Linked DNA regions of Hordeum vulgare: region 2 is linked to region 1. The links are chromatin contacts, called in public Hi-C maps. All regions are on one chromosome and are shown on one strand. Each heading gives the region's core, a stretch centred on a gene start, on an enhancer-like site or on the middle of the called end of the contact. The rest is flanking DNA. Distances are from core to core; before and after follow the strand shown. Region 1 holds the start of LOC123395717 (ubiquitin-activating enzyme E1 2). Region 2 holds the start of LOC123452802 (protein MALE DISCOVERER 2-like).

Region 1 (3,295 bases), core at 509-3,008:
TTTAGTATTAAATTAGTACAAATCTTTACCTATTAATAAAGCAATTAGTGCTTATGTCGTCCGTCATTAACATTGCCCCTAAAGTTTATCTAAATTACCCACTATGCCATCCATAAGTAAAGAAAACTTTTCAGACCAAAGTCGTCGTGTGCTTTGTTATTATAGAGTACTGATAGAAACATAGAACATGTACACTCGTCAGCTATAGTGGCTACTGCATTGCGGTTTTACCAAGGTGACCGGGGTTCAAACCCCACTCTGTACAATTTTTCCTTTCATTTTTCTCATGCAGTGTTCTCCTTTCACGAGCTGTACGGGGTTGGACTCTTCTATTTTTTCTTTCGTTTTTTCTTTCTTCTTTTCTCATTCTGTTCTCATCCTTCTATAAATTAATTTGGCATTTCGAAATTTCAAAAGTGGTGAATTGTAAAAACTGTTCGCAAAATTATAAAATGTATGTGAATTCAATTTTTTTAGGAAATCATAAAAGTTTTGTGGATTCAAACAATACTTGTGTATTTGTAAAATAATCACGATTTGAAAAAATAGTCGGGAAATGATCATGCTCATGATTTTGAAAAAATGATCGTGCGTTCAAAACATATTTGGGATCTGAAATAAGTGTCCATCTAATTTAGAAAATGTACACAAAAAGAGAAAACACATTTTTTAAAATTTGTTCCCTGACTTTTAAAGGTTGAGTGATATAAAAAAATGTTTGCTGAGTCAAAAAATGCTCATAAACTTGAGAAAAATTTATGCATTTCAGAAAATCTTCGTAAACAAAACTGATGTTCGTGATTTTTTTTGTGAAAATCCAAAATTTCAAAAAATGACGATTTAAAAGCTACTCCCTCCATCCCAATTTTTTTTCCTTAGATTTGTCTAGAAATGATTGTATCAAAATACTAAAACATGACTAGATACATTCATATTTAGAAAAATGTAAGACGAGAATTTTGGGACGGAGGGAGTATTAACCAATTCAAAGTCTTCTATGTCTAGGATTTGATTAGATTTTCTAAAGTCTTTATATGTATAGACGTGGGAGTAGTTCGTGGTCGATGAGATTTGTTTTTAAACTTTTAAATATTTGCTTACGCAACATAATGACAAGTGTGACATGTAGTGGCAAGCTCATTACCTTAGAATTTAGCATGTTGGATGTATTGTGATCACGTAAACATCGTGACCATCATCAATGAGGGTGGGAGAGAAAGTTAAGTGGCAACATGATGAGCCACCATGTTAAAAGAGCGGATGTTCATACGTGAGGATATTGAATCAATCCTAAAAAACGCTTATATGGCTATAGCACATAATATTTTTTGTCTCCGTTGCAACGCACGGGCATATTTGCTAGTTTTATACTAAATCAATAACATTTATTTTGGGACAAGTGAGTACAATTTTTTTTTGCATCCAGTAGCTTGTTTGAGGCCCCTCCGTATATGCTTTGCCGTGGTCATCCAAAACTGGCGTGAACCTCGAAATCCCAGGACACCTCAACGCGTTTTACGACACGGTAGTTCGTTGTAGAAACATTAATTAAAGTACAAAGTGCGGGTCCGACCTTGAGAACAATTGGGGCCACTTGTAAGTTGACCTTTCGGCCCACCTCGCAGCCTCCTCGTTCTTTCCAGAGAGGACAGGTGCTCCTTCGTTTCCCCGCCAGCAAGAAAAGCACACGCGCAATCCCGTCCGACCGACACGTGGGACCCACCCGTCACCCCATCAACATATTAGCTAGCCGCCTCCAGCAACAACCGCCGAGATTTTGCAATCCGGTCCTCCAGTCCCAGCCCAGAAACCCTAGACGGACCGTCCCTCGCCTGCTTCCTTCCCCGACGCGACAGGCGAATCCAAGGTGAGTTCCGCCGGATCCGCCCTGCCTTACCCGCCCGCTTCCCCGCCCTCCCCGCCTCACGACGTGCCCGGCCGGTGCAGGTTTCGCGGCGGTCGCACGCGCTGGATCTGACGCGGCAGCTCCCGGCGGCCGTCTACTACTGCCTGCTCTTCGCTGCGTCGGCGGCCGTCCTCGGGCTCCTCGGCGGCGTCGCGCGCTATATGCTTCCCCGGAAGCGGGAGATCGTCGCCGGCGAGGTCGAGGACTTGCAGAAGAAAACCCGCGCCGGGGAGGGGGAGACGGCCAGGGAGGAAGGAGACGCAGCCATGGCACGGAGGGGGAACGAGATCGACGAGGACCTGCACAGTCGCCAGCTCGCCGTCTATGGCCGCGAGACCATGAAGCGCCTCTTCGGCTCCAACGTCCTCGTCTCTGGACTTCAGGGTCTCGGTGCCGAGATCGGTACGTGCAGCCCAGGCGCTCTTCTAATAGAGCTGCTTTTTTACTCTTTTTTTATAATAATAATCTCTTTCCTTGATTTGATACCTTGTATACGTGGGAAGTATGTTAGCTTCAAAAAAGGAAATTAGTAATTCCTTTTCACCCATTGCTCGATCTCATGTAGCTCAGCGACCTAGGGATTCCTATTATGCTTCTCGTAAACAAATTTGCTGCTCGTCATTGCTATCTTGAGCTGTTGGTTCTGCTCTGGCTCAGCTGATGTTGTTGCTAGACCAAACACACTGATCGGGATTGCCCTCTTAGCTAGATGGGCTCTTATTATCATGTCTTGTATGATTTGAGCTCAAACCACCAAGCCAGAACTTATCTGTACCTAGTTTTGTAACTAGTGCTGTTTATCACAAGGTAGATGCACTGGCAAGTACTCCCTCTGTAAACTAATGTAAGATCTTTTAGATCACTAAATTACAGATCTAAAACATATTATATTAGTTTACATAGGGAGTACTACCTAAACCATCATACCAAAACTTTTATGCGTGTGTTGAAATGAGCGTCTTTTGTGTTACCCTATCAGTGCCCCTTTAATCCTTAATTACACAATGCCATTATGATGGGAGAACTTCTGCACTGCACCGCACTGCACATAGTTAGGATCTTGGCAGTCGGTAAGAACTGAACTTTTAAAACTTGAGGAGGTTTTGACAGACTGAAATTAAGCTTTAGGCTTACAATTGATTTAATACCCATGTATTCCTGCAGCAAAGAACCTTGTCCTCGCGGGTGTCAAGTCTGTAACCTTGCACGATGATGGTAATGTGGAGCTGTGGGACTTATCAGGCAACTTCTTCCTCTCGGAGAATGATGTTGGGCAAAACCGAGCTCAAGCTTGTGTACAGAAGCTACAAGAGCTTAACAATGCTGTCCTCGTCTCTGCCTTAACCGGTGATTTGACCAAGGAGCACCTTTCTAAATTCCAGGTGCACC
Region 2 (3,295 bases), core at 597-3,096, 180 kb after region 1:
CGACAAGATGCACGGTGATATAGACCATGACATAAAAAAATGATGGTCGGAAGAACATCTCGAAGTTTGACAATATTCTTGCAATGTCAGCTTGCATAAGATCCAGTTTAATCCCCTCTAGACACCCCTTCTAGAGGGGGGGGGGGTACTAGACTACTTGACAAAATAACTACGTACGGTTCAACTTAATCGATACACCCCTTCTAGTGATCCCACACAAAAGATAGAATGGATTTTATGCAAGCTCATCGATACAAAAGTGTAATTGTTCACTACACCATCTATCTTTTGGAGAGAAAACACTAATAAACATATGGATCCCAGTCCATTCTTCTTCCTAATTCTTTCAACCTCAATCAATACTCTTTTCTACAATTCGTGTCTTCACTTTTCTGTAGCAACCAATCTTCCGCAAGCAAAGATGTGTTGATTAAAGAGTGTGCTCAAGCCATACCAACTTTTGCTATGTCCTATTTTGATTTGACAAAGACCTTGTGTGAACACGTGGGGGTTATAATATGTATATATTGATGGGCTCAACAGAATAAGATGAATAAGGTGCATTTGTTGATGTGCGAACTTATCAATAAACCAAAACAGAGGGGGAATTGGGACTCCGGGACCTATATGGTTTTAACCTAGCTATGCTGGCTAGGCAAGCATCGATGCTCACTATCCCGAACTCACTTTGTGCATGCGTTCTACAACCCCATGTGTTTGTTGCCAACGCCTAGATGAAGATGGAGGTCACATATTCATCAAGTGCAAATAATTTAAGAAGCTATGGCAAGAAGTTGGCATGGAATAAGTCCGACCAAGGCTGGCTACATGCAATAATGTGAGGGAGGTAGTTCAAGAGGTACTCAAATTGGACGTAATGACCAGGCACTGTTTGCATGCTTGCTTTGGAAGTGGTGCAACCGGCGGAATAAATTAGATACACGCAATACTATCTACCTAGGAAAAACTATGATTGCACAAGTAAAAAAAGTTGGCATTAGAGCCATAGCAAGAGGCAACATCATGATCGGTTCGCGTGCGGGTGGACTAAACCTGATGGTGTCTAATTGGAAGTTAACATTGATGGTGCCTTCCATGAATCTACATGAAATAGAGAACATGGCTTTGTTGTCCGTCATCACCAGGATGAAGCACGAGGTATAGGTGTTGGCAGAATCATGCATGTGCGTGATGCAGCGTCCACTAAAGTGGAGACCTGCATCGAAGCACTCAAGTCACCATTTGGATGTGGAATGACACATATTATTCATTGAATCGGATTGCGAGAACCTCATCCGACCATTGCAAAGCACTGGTCGAGACTTGGCGTCAGAAGAAGCCTCTATATGGAAGTAGGCGTGTTGATTCATATGGATTTTATTAATGTTCTGCCTTTGTTTACTCCATATATCTGTAATAAAACAGCACAAGCCCTATCAACATTGGGATGTAATGACCAGTAACTTCGTCGTGTGTGGCCCGAGGGTGTGTCAGATGATGTATTTATACTCACGGCGAGTGATCTAGCTGGGCATGTTGTGTAATGGAACATGTGGTTTCACATTTCCTAAAAAAACATGTTGTTCCATTAAAAAAATAATTCTTGTGACGGTACCAACGCACCGGGGTTTAAATCTTAAAGTTGACACGAATGCTAGCATATTTTTAGATTTATTTGATGCTCTAAACCACTACAAGATGTATGCAACGACTTCATCAGGCGTCGTTTAAAGAAAGGAAAACAATGATTTGATTCCTGTGAAAATCGCTGCGCAATTTCAGGGCAAACATAAAAAGAGTTCAGAAGGGCAAGTTCAGGGAGGGAAATTTCCACCATCCTAGCTGGCTGGCCTCAAACAAACAGGCAGGCAGGCAGACATCCACGCCTGCGTGCAATCCACCCCGAAAGTACACTCCCGTTCCAATATTCCGCGTCCTGGACTGACTTGTGCTCCGACCTCTTCTTTCTCCTCCTCGCCTTCTCGGCCCCTCCCAACTCATCCCGTTCCCAGCACACTGCCCGCGCCTGCATCCTCTTCTTTCGATTCCCCTCCTTTTAGCCTTCTTTGCAGGTACAAGACCATCCTAGCTTCTTCCTGCCACTCCTCTCCTTCTCTGCATTCCGCGAGCGCATTCCCCCCTCCTGGATTTCTTGCTCTCGAGATACAGATCCGCGAGGGTTGGATAGGTGGATTCTTTACTTGCTCCTTCCAAAATCTCACTCTGCTCCGCCTGTTCCACTTACCTTAGCAGCGGAGGCACTTTGCCCGATTCGTTTCTTCAGGCGGCATGGAACGGCGTGTGCTCCTCCCACGGTGCCAAAGATTTCAGCAGCTTTAGGTGCTAGTATATCTACAAGTTGGAATCTTTGCCTTCCTTTTTATCGTCTCCCGTTCTGCTTTTTACTGTCTTTTATTTACTACCGTCTGGCAGAGCTACCTGGACTCCATTGGGGGCGGAATGGAGGTCTGGAGCATCAGAGCGGCGCAGCTCTTGCTCTTCTTCTTCCTCTTTCCTGAGAGGCATGGGTCTTGTGCCGCCCTCGGAGAAGAAGGTGAGATTGATTTCCCATGTGTTGCGATTAGGAAGTGGTCATGGTGGTGTTTGTTCAAGTGGAACAGTGGTTGACCATCTATGTGTCTATCTTGGTGCTCCAGGGCGAGCCATGAGTTTCAGACAAGAGCGCCCAAGTGGATCGTTATGGAATTTGGGAGAGAAGAAGGCGTTTGGCGCAGCGGCGACGTCGTAAGTCGGCCTGATCTGTTCATGTTCTTGTAGGATCAAATTCATGGTGAACTGATTGTTACCGATTGTGTGAATAAATACCCTTTTCTATTTTATTTTTCTCGTGAAGATGTCAATCATTTGCAAGTAGTTATCCTGTATGTGTCGTTAGTCATGATTAAGTTACTCATGGAACAAGTCCTATTTTGATTTCAAGCGGTACATGATATTGCCCGCCGTTGTCTTTTTTTATTTGTAGCATCATGGATTTATAAGTCAAAGGGGTCTAGAAGAAGCCATGACTACTAGAGAATATGCAGGACAGCTAGCTGTCTTTCACTCTTTCTAGAGGAAGCTATGATTTTGTCTCTGGAATATTTAGGATATGTGTGTGGAAGAAGGTTTTGACTTCTAATTCTAAGCATTTCTTGATGCGTCCCCTTTTTCTGACAATATCCAAAAGTATTACCTTCATGGATCAATTCCTTCAGGTCTAGGGAAAATAGTACTTACTTCTGTCAGTCAATTGCATCTGGAGCAGTAGATACGTAATAGTTAAATTTCTGTGCTT

The links. A called contact is a pair of places that touch in the nucleus more often than the background predicts.
Region 2: a contact with region 1 is called in a Hi-C map of an unstated tissue, with 7 times the contacts expected there. The contact joins the promoter of LOC123452802 here to the promoter of LOC123395717 in region 1. A contact is called at or near these places in 5 of 6 Hi-C or Micro-C datasets (leaf, seedling and an unstated tissue) and 1 of 1 datasets of contacts at active chromatin or transcription factors (embryo).

Annotation. Positions count from the first base shown.
Region 1 is chr5H:331,489,594-331,492,888 of MorexV3_pseudomolecules_assembly, forward strand. It overlaps LOC123395717 (ubiquitin-activating enzyme E1 2), which reads left to right and starts at 1,759. Exons shown (of 7, transcript XM_045090746.1): 1 at 1,759-1,867; 2 at 1,948-2,308; 3 at 3,071-3,288. The coding sequence starts at 2,068.
Region 2 is chr5H:331,667,874-331,671,168 of MorexV3_pseudomolecules_assembly, forward strand. It overlaps LOC123452802 (protein MALE DISCOVERER 2-like), which reads left to right and starts at 1,847. Exons shown (of 8, transcript XM_045129519.1): 1 at 1,847-2,340; 2 at 2,434-2,554; 3 at 2,658-2,745. The coding sequence starts at 2,461.